2 separate regions of the Cyprinus carpio genome follow, and region 1 is linked to region 2. The links are chromatin contacts, called in public Hi-C maps. All regions are on one chromosome and are shown on one strand. The core of a region is the stretch at or near the end of the contact, and the rest is flanking DNA. Distances in the headings are between cores, read along the strand shown. Region 1 holds the start of maf1a (repressor of RNA polymerase III transcription MAF1 homolog). Region 2 has its middle 26 kb from the start of trib3.

The links. A called contact is a pair of places that touch in the nucleus more often than the background predicts.
Region 1: a Hi-C map of skeletal muscle shows a contact between it and region 2, with 3 times the contacts expected there. The contact joins the promoter of maf1a here to the enhancer-like site in region 2. A contact is called at or near these places in 6 of 8 Hi-C or Micro-C datasets (liver, red blood cells and skeletal muscle).

Annotation. Positions count from the first base shown.
Region 1 is chrB11:15,926,465-15,931,084 of ASM1834038v1, forward strand. It overlaps maf1a (repressor of RNA polymerase III transcription MAF1 homolog), which reads right to left and starts at 2,101. Exons shown (of 7, transcript XM_019123041.2): 1 at 1,409-2,101; 2 at 1,128-1,256; 3 at 862-1,024; 4 at 626-747; 5 at 375-494; 6 at 1-40. The coding sequence starts at 1,491. It overlaps zc3h11a (zinc finger CCCH domain-containing protein 11A), which reads right to left. Exons shown (of 17, transcript XM_042734184.1): 17 at 2,524-3,625. The coding sequence ends at 3,418.
Region 2 is chrB11:15,890,919-15,895,579 of ASM1834038v1, forward strand. No RefSeq gene overlaps it. Among protein-coding and RNA genes, the nearest start is that of trib3, 26 kb to the right of the region's middle. Within about 2 kb of position 2,668, at least 2 of the 8 cell types and tissues checked have an H3K27ac peak or open chromatin away from gene starts, as enhancers often do. A contact at or near this core is called in skeletal muscle, where this site is marked.

The DNA of each region.
Region 1 (4,620 bases), core at 851-3,350, 35 kb after region 2:
TTCAGTGCCGATGCCAGAGTCTCGTGGAGCCATGAAAAGACTAAAGGATCCCAAACACAAAAATTCCGAGCTCAGTTGGGTGCTAAAGACACTTTTCTTATTATTAGCCATGTTAAAAACAGTTGTGCTACTCTGTATTTTTGTGGAAACCATATTGCTTTTTTAGTTTAAAGTTTAAAAGAACAGCGTTTATTTTAAATAAAAATCTTTCGTAAATTATAAATGTATTTACTGCCACTTTTGATCAATTTAATGCAACCATGCGGGAAAAAAAAAAGTGTTTTTCCACCCCCACATAACATAATACGCTATGTGTAATAAAATCATTGCCTTTCATTACTGATTTGCTTTCTACCTGACATAAAGATTCTCACCTGACAGAACGGCATGTGAAGAACACAATCCTCTTCAGTCGTTTGTTATAAAAGAAGTAGTTGAAGGACCACAGGTTGCCTTCTTCCCCATAAGGGTCGGAATCCAGATCTGGATTGTAGCTGTCACAGAATGCAATCAGAGCTTACTTAATAATTTAGTGCTGTATCATTCAAACAAATACTATTCAAAAGCATTCATTAAATTTTAGGCAAGCCTGACTGAACACGGATTTTAAAAGCAGAATATCTACCTGTATATGTCACATTCAGCAAGGCTGATCTCCTTGTCTAGAGCCTCCCATAACTGAGGCTGTAGGTGACTGTACACCTCACCCGCAGCAGCAGACAAACTGCTGTTCACTGCATTAAACACCTGCGGAAATCATGAATTATGTTTTACAATAATTTTATAATGCCCTATTCAATATATATAAGAACGAGTGCATGTGTTGTTTCAGAAATTGTAACAATTTAACATCAAAATTACCCAATTAACACTGGGCTCCTTGCTGAAATCGTGGCCTTTGGTGCGACTGAAGTCGTAGTCCGGCCGGAAGGATTCATTGAGAGTGGCGATCAGGTAAAAAAGCGTCTTTCTGCTGCACTTGTCTGAAAGAGGACCCTCCCCATCATCCAAACTCTGACTCAGTCTGAAAGTAAAACATATTTCAGTATGTGCAATGACTTTGTGGAAGACATGTATTGTATTGTGTGTAAGTGAGGGGGTACCTCAAAAAAAAGATGTTGACTTACTTGTTGGGGCTGATTCCTGAGCTCTGCGGAGGAGACAGAGCCTCCAGCACATGCGGTTGCCCCTCCTGACAAAACTGCTTAAACATCTGCTTATCATCACCTGCCATCTTACAGGAGTAGCTCTCAATACTACAGAAACATCACAGCGGTGTCATTAGAAAACAAATGCTTCAAATAACACTCTGACAGCAGAACAGTGTGAATAACATGCTTTACTCAGTTCCTCTTTAAATGTTCATATATGTAAATGTTGTATATAAAACCAAGTATTGATCACTTACCGTCCAATTATCTTACAATCTCCCGTTTCAATAGTGAGCAGACTGTTTATGGCCTCAAAACCTGAGTTTTCCAGGAGCTTCATGGTCTATTCAACTTTATTAAATATACTGACAGAATTGCAATTACTCTTTACAGCCGCTAGATGTCAGTTTCTTTGATAAACAACCATCGGCCTGTTATTCCGCCGTTACACCAAACCAAAACAATGTTTAGCACGTTAGTTTGGAGAATATACGGCTCAAACAGAAATATATCAATAATAAACAACTAGCCAATACTGGGTTATAACCAAATAACCACTAACCTCGATTTCTCCTACAGAAGCTCCTTTAAAAACGAACGGCTCTCTATTACATTCAAATGTTAAAAAAATAAAAAATAAGCCACCCTTGCAGATTCTTACGACCGCGTAAATAATCTTCTCCGGTTGCTTAATGTACTTCTATGTCTAATAAATATATCTTCCTTTTTACTGTGAAATTTCCAATACCTGCCATTAAACAAGCTAAAATTTAGAGGGAAATTATGCATCCCAGCTATTGAATCAGAACTTGAGGAGAATTCCAAGGCTTATAAAAGCCTTAATCCTCGGTTTATGGTTGTCTATTTGTGTGGAGGAATGACAACAGCAGAGGACGAGTGTTTGTGTTGCCGTTTTCGGTCGCAGTAATACGCAGTTTTCTTTTTCCTTTTTTTTTTTTTTTCAGTCAGGATGTCATAGTGATACAAGCGTTTCATGTTTACCGCCAACTGCTGGCTTGGGGTTTAATGGCGCTTCTCTTTTTCCCTAAATCATAACAAAGAAACTTATAATATAATTTCCGCGAGGCTTGCAATGACGAAACATCAGTGATAAAGCATCAAAATCATGGCAAAACAAATTATTTATTTTTTACAAGCGCATTCGTATACTTTTGCATTTCTGAATTTAAATATTCTTAAGCTGTAATCGTAGTGCATGTTTTCTATTGTTGTGTGCATCTAAGAAAAACATCTAGAGACTTAAATGACACACTTAAGGATTTTAAAGGTCATAAAATATAAGTTGTTAAATACTTAGCATTTACATATTATAATGCTTACTTGATAAACCCTGTTAAAAACTGAAACAATATTTTCTCATAAAGACATTTTATTTACAAAGGTGGTTTTGAAGAGGTACAACTCATCTGAAGACAGACGCCGCAGTAAAGATGACATTTTCACATCCCAGTCCCTTAATGCATGATGACACTCAATTAAGGTGAATAAAAAGAAAGAAGACATGGATGGCCATGACATTTCCAAAGAATACAAAACATACAGGTTAGCAAAGCTGAAGTATTTTCCCTGAGAACACTGCTTCATATTTACATGTTTCATGCAGAAATGAAGAAAGGTGAGCAATGACCTTCAGCTATCTGTCAGATCATCAAAGAAGAGGACCATAAAATGTTTTGCCTAAACTAAATCAAAGGTAAGCAAAAATGACCTGTTAAAACAGCGCTGATAATGATGTCCAAAGAACATTTAATGGAACAAATACATGTGACTCAAAAAGAAGACTAAGAAAGGTGTGGCCTTGATGTGCCTCTCTAATAAAAAGCAATTTTTCAGCATACACAGTACACAACTGAAAACTTCCTGTCTCTGTAACACATGAGTGATAGTGCTATAACAACGTCCAACAAAATCATTATACCTGAAGCTGCCTTACAATGGCTTGTTAATAGCTGCAACAGCTAAATAAGATTTTTTCCTCTTTTTTTGACAGTTTTAGGAAGTCAACTAAAAGCAAACAAGAGGACAAGACCTGTACAGCACAACTAGTGTTTCTCAAGCACTATTTGATGAAGAAATCATATTTACATTGACAAGAAAAAAAACTAAAAGAAACATTAAAACAGATCGATTAGAGCTTGAAAGTAAAAAGTCTTAATTTAAAATGCTGTGGATCAAATGGTGTCACAGTCCTTTCAAATTCATAGTGGCACTGTTTTTGTAAGAAAACGGATGACATCCCTCATGTCTAACTGTCAATCATTTCTGAGAGTTCTAAAAGAAGGTCGTCCTCTCCCTTGCCCGAATCCAATTCCAAGTCATCCTCAAGCCGATCGTCAGTAAATTCATCTAACAGGTCTTCAAAGTCATCCACTGATGAACTGGTAACAAGAGGAGCACGACCAGTAGTGGTGCTGGACCGCCGAGAGCGCATGCTGGGTGTTTTGACCACAGGGCTACAAAGGAAAAAAAAAAAACCACAAAACAGAAGATATATAAAAACGAAGTAATTATGTAAATGAATATTACTAATAATTCATTATACTGTGTGCGTGTATGTATATATATATATATATATATATATATATATATATATAAATAAGGGATGTAACAAAACACATTCGTACTGAATTTTCGGTACGGGTCTTTCGGTTCAGTACACATGTGTACCAAATAAATCGTTAAATTTTTTCAGGACATTCAGACAATAAATGCCGTCTTGGTGCTCTTTGACATGGTCACTGTATAATCGCCTCACTTGTTTAAATAAACAAATTTATGCCACTCAAAATAAATAGTAATTGAATTTAAGTTTTGGCTCTGTTGTTAACTGGAACCTTGTAGTGATGTAAAAGGGCTCCCTACAGTTTAGAGCAGAAGCTGAGGTAGATTTTTATCCCTAAAGCCTGGCTCACACTACAGGATATCATTAAGATCATCAAGCCAGAGGGAGCGCCTCATGTGATCTCATGCAGCAGATCGTCACTGATATTTGTTTACATATGTTAGCTAGCGTGCTAGCAGCTTTCTGCACTCACCCGGTGCATTCAAAACTGAGGCGATTTCACTCCAGCGCTTCTCTTTCTCCTTACAGTTGTGATGTGTTTTCAACACATTATAAATGTCAAGAAACAGTTTCCTCTGTCTCCACTATCCAACTGAGCCGTACATCAGCTGTTTTGAGGATTGGCTGTGAAAGTACTGATGTAATCATATAGCCATCGCCATCATCATCCTGATTTAAACCCTAAATATCAAACATGTCTGATATTAATCGGGGCTGCCCCGATTTGTGTGCGAGCAGATCGGGAGGTGCAAGATTCGAACGGTGAACGCCTCACATTACCAGATAATCCAGGCCGAACATCGGCACCGATCGAGGTGCTCGACAAGAAGTTTGCTCTGATTCTCGGGAGGGGAAAATCGGGGCTAAATCGGGCTAAAAATCCTG
Region 2 (4,661 bases), core at 1,418-3,917:
GCCCCATCTACTTCTCTCCTGGAACATAAAAGACAGACAGTGACTGGACAATGAACAGTACATCACCAAAGATTTTATGACTTAACCATGGAAAAGCCCAACGAATCATCAAGAAAATTGTATGGTAAATATAAAAATATAATTTAAAAAATCTGACTTTTAATAAACAGAACAGCTATTTACCCCCATTTACACATGCTTTTCAGTTGTCCATGATTTCAGTATTTTAAATCTTAAATCTGTAGTCAGTTTTTTCCACATCCATGTCATTATATTGCTAAATATAAACTATGAATGGAAAATGTAGACACAAATTAGCACAGAAGATTAAATAACAAAGCATTAATACTATACCATACCTTGCTTATCTTGCGAGAGATAGATGCTTTTTAAATAATTGTATTTTTTTTTTTAATCATGACAGTAATTGGAATAGCCTTTCTTCCTTTAAAAAGGAAAGTCTAAATGCTGTGCAGTGACTTTACCAGCTGCATTTACTTATGTCCTGGTTACAGTATTCTCAGCTGGAAAAGACCTAGACTCTGAAGACTGGAGAATTGGCTGCTTAAAATTCAGTTTTGCCATTACAGGAATAAATTGCATTTTAAAATATATTAAAATAGAAAACAGTTTAAATATTCCACAATAGTACTTTTTATTAAATTAGTATTAAATATATTTGTAATCATAATCAATTACAAATCTCAGATAAATTAAATGAAATGAATGAAAAAGTTTAGACATTCTATGCTTTTGAATAGCATTAATGGCTGCTAGGTGTTTGTGTCAAGCGTTTATCAATCACTTGTGAAATTATCAAATACTATAATAAACACAAAACCAAGGGTCTTAAATGCAATTTAAAAAATAGTTAATTTAAAAAGTAAAATGAATAAACAACAATAATGTATAACTTACTTTACATGGTTTTTTAAAATAAAAATAAAAAAAATAAAAAATGAATTTGACAAGAAAATTCAAAATCTACAATGTATAGTATGCATTCAAAGAGGCCAGTGTTTTCTATCTTAAACCACAAGATGGTAGTAAATGCATGATAATAAGTAAACTGAATTAAAATCTTGACCTGCATGTCAATCCCTAACATATTTTTATTATCAAATCATGTAATGCAAAAGGTTGTAGGTCATGTGGGTCACATTCCCATCACATAGTCCAATAAATTCAGGATTACCAGGACAAATTTAAAGGCTTTGTATATGTTTGTAGCGTATAAGGTGCTTCAAAATGATTTTTACAATTAAAACCCATCTGCCTTGGGGATTTGTCTACTCTCCCCCTTCTAAAAACTTGAAGGTGTCTGTTCTGCACACAGCCCTGATCCTGAGGGTCTGCTGATGCCTTGTGTAAGAGAGGAAAATGAGAGTGATTCATTTGAAGGGGTCAGTATTGAGTTGAACTTTTGGATGCCCATTTTCCCCACTGACTTCTCATGTGAACAGGAAAGCCTCAGAGCTGCTTCTTATAATAACACACACACACACACACACACACACACACACACACACACACACACACACACACACACACACACACACACACACACACACACACACACACTCTTTCACTCTCTCTCTCTCTCTCACTCTATCACACACATACACACACACACACACAAAAACACATGACCACACACCCCTCACCACGGCCCCCACCACATCCTGCATCCTGCTGAAGCCCGACCGCTCCTGTCAGGAAGTAGCTCACTAATAAGCAGAAAGGGTAGTTTGTGTGGGTGATGGGTGTGTCTATGTTGGGTGAGGGAGGGTGTTTTTTGTGTGCGGAACTCAGTGTATCATCACCCTGTAATCACGATGAGTTTGTTTCCGCTGGTCTGAGATTAATGCTCTATTCTGCAGTAACTGCTACATCAGTACTTTGACTGATTCATAGAGCATACATGATCACGTGTCACTCCACATCCTCACGATATATATTTTAATATATTTGATAAAATAGTAAATGAAAAAGTCTTTGGTTTATAATTGTATTTTTTTTTTTTCATTTTTAATTTAATTTACAAGTATGAGTTTATAGTAATCATATAGTATAAGTACTTTTATTAAATTGTATTATTTTTAAAGTTATTCATTTATTAAAAATGATCTAAGAATTACACCTACTAATAGATCAAACTGACACAAGCAAGAACTAAAAATTGTATTTAAAAATGTAGAATACAGGATATGCAAACACAGACCTGCATTTATAAGACTTGTATTTATTTTAAATCATTTAAAAAAAAATTAAATAATTATACTGAATAATTTTAAATAACACAAAACAAGATTTTTTTTTTTCTTAAAAACTTGTATGATAAAATCACCAAGATCATTAAAAGCACTGGTGATCTAAAATTAATTTTGTGTCTGGTTCAGTGAGTAGGTGACCTTTGTGCATAACAGGTACTACATAACAGGAATTACCCTCATTGTCACTCTCTTCCTCATACAGGTGTGTACAGAAGCAAATTTAACATGATGTCCCAACACAAACACCTTCCTTATCAGGGCTGAATGTGCTGAAGTCACACTCAAACAAAATGGCACAATAATAGGCCCATTATGTCATGTGTAGCAGTGCAGTGGCGCAGGCAGAGGCGAGGAGAGAGTGGGAGGGAGGGTGGAAACAAAAATGAGTGAGTGAGCATGTAAATGACTGAGTGAGAGAGTGAGTGAGTGAGTGTGTGCTCTGACTGCACGCTGAGGGCCAGGGCTGCACATCCTGTGCTCTGTTCCGCTCACATTTCACATGACCTGAGAGGATGTTGAGCAATCAGTGGGCTCTTTAGAGGTACAGTATAAATACACACATATTCACATTCGCAAGATCAAAAGTGCCAGTGGAACACACAGATGCAGTAAAAAGAACATATGGACACATGCATGTCCACCATAGCCCACATGCACATGCTTAAAAAAAAAATCTATAAATAAATTAAAATTAACATCTGGACATTGCCTTGAATACACACCTTCCAAGACTATTTTCCATGAGCAACAAACCTGGCGGCACTCCCAGCCGAAGGCATCCTGTCTCATATATACACATGCTGACCTACTCTCCACATATCTCAGCAAGTGGGTAATTGACATCAAATTTCAATCAGTGATAGAGAGTCCTGTGGTATAGCACACTATATTTAATCTAAAACTCTTTGAAGCATTTTTATTTCTAATCTTTGTGCATTTAATAGTGGTGCATGCTGAAATAAGCAGTGCTGTTGCTATTCCTCATGCTTAAGGATCAGAACTATCCCAAACACTAATCCTTTACCATTTATGCCACAGACACAAAAGACACTTCAGATTATGAGGAGAGATGTGCTATTATAAGCAATAAAATGTATTATTTATGATCACATGGGAGGTGATAAAACACATTTATTTATTTTTTATATATATTTAAAGTTTTAAAATAAGGAAAATATTAATATGTGAAATTAAACTAAAATAAAATAAAAATAAGAAATAAGAATGTAAGAAATGGGATATGAAAATGTATAATACAGTTATAAACAGAATACGACTATTGGCCAACACTTGGCCAGAATACAACACTTTATTGGTGAATGTTAATTTAATAAAAAATTTAAACAATTAAATTAAATTAATATATAACTAAAAAATAATATATTAAAAAATATTATTTCAAGTGCTTCTTCATGTTTTTCTTTTAAAAAAGAGAACGGAAGCAGGGTGATATCAAAAATGAGAATACGAAGGTGTAGAATATGAATGTTGTTTTTAAATATCAAAATAGCTTTCAACAAAAGCACTACACACACACTTTCAAAAAAAATTAAAAAAATACATCATGTTGTATTGAAAAATGTTGAAAAATAAGTGAAACAAGTAATATTTATTTTGATATCTACATTCCATAATCACTCCGATCTATTTAGAATTTAGTGTTTAAAAAATGTCCTATGATTACAGATTAAATTACATTACCTGCAGCTCTTTATAAGTGCTGTTTATGTTGTATGGAATAAATGTGAGCCTGTCTACAAAGCTGCAGTATGTGCAGATTACACAATAGTGTTTGTGCATGTGGAAATTTCTCCAGCAGGCCAAGGGCTGTGTTTCGGTTGACCACAAATAGTTTGCTGATTGTTTCTCAGTGAGAGACTCAACGCTTCTGGCATGGTCCCACACTGAAAAAGGAAATACAAATCATGACCTCACCCACCAGTTATTCCCCAAATGCCATTTACATTGATGCGGAGCATATAATAATGTTTTGCCTCTCAAAATGCCAGCATAAATGCTTTATACAGCCCCCTGACAATGAGCAGGAGAATACAGTCACGTTCATTAGGAAAGAACGGAAGGCAGGGTGATATCAAAAATGAGAATACGAAGGTGTAGAATATGAATGTTGTTTTTAAATATCAAAATAGCTTTCAACAAAAGCACTACACACACACTTTCAAAAAAAATTAAAAAAATACATCATGTTGTATTGAAAAATGTTGAAAAAATAAGTGAAACAAGTAATATTTATTTTGATATCTACCTTCCATAATCACTCCGATCTATTTAGAATTTAGTGTTTAAAAAATGTCCTATGATTACAGATTAAATTACATTACCTGCAGCTCTTTATAAGTGCTGTTTATGTTGTATGGAATAAATGTG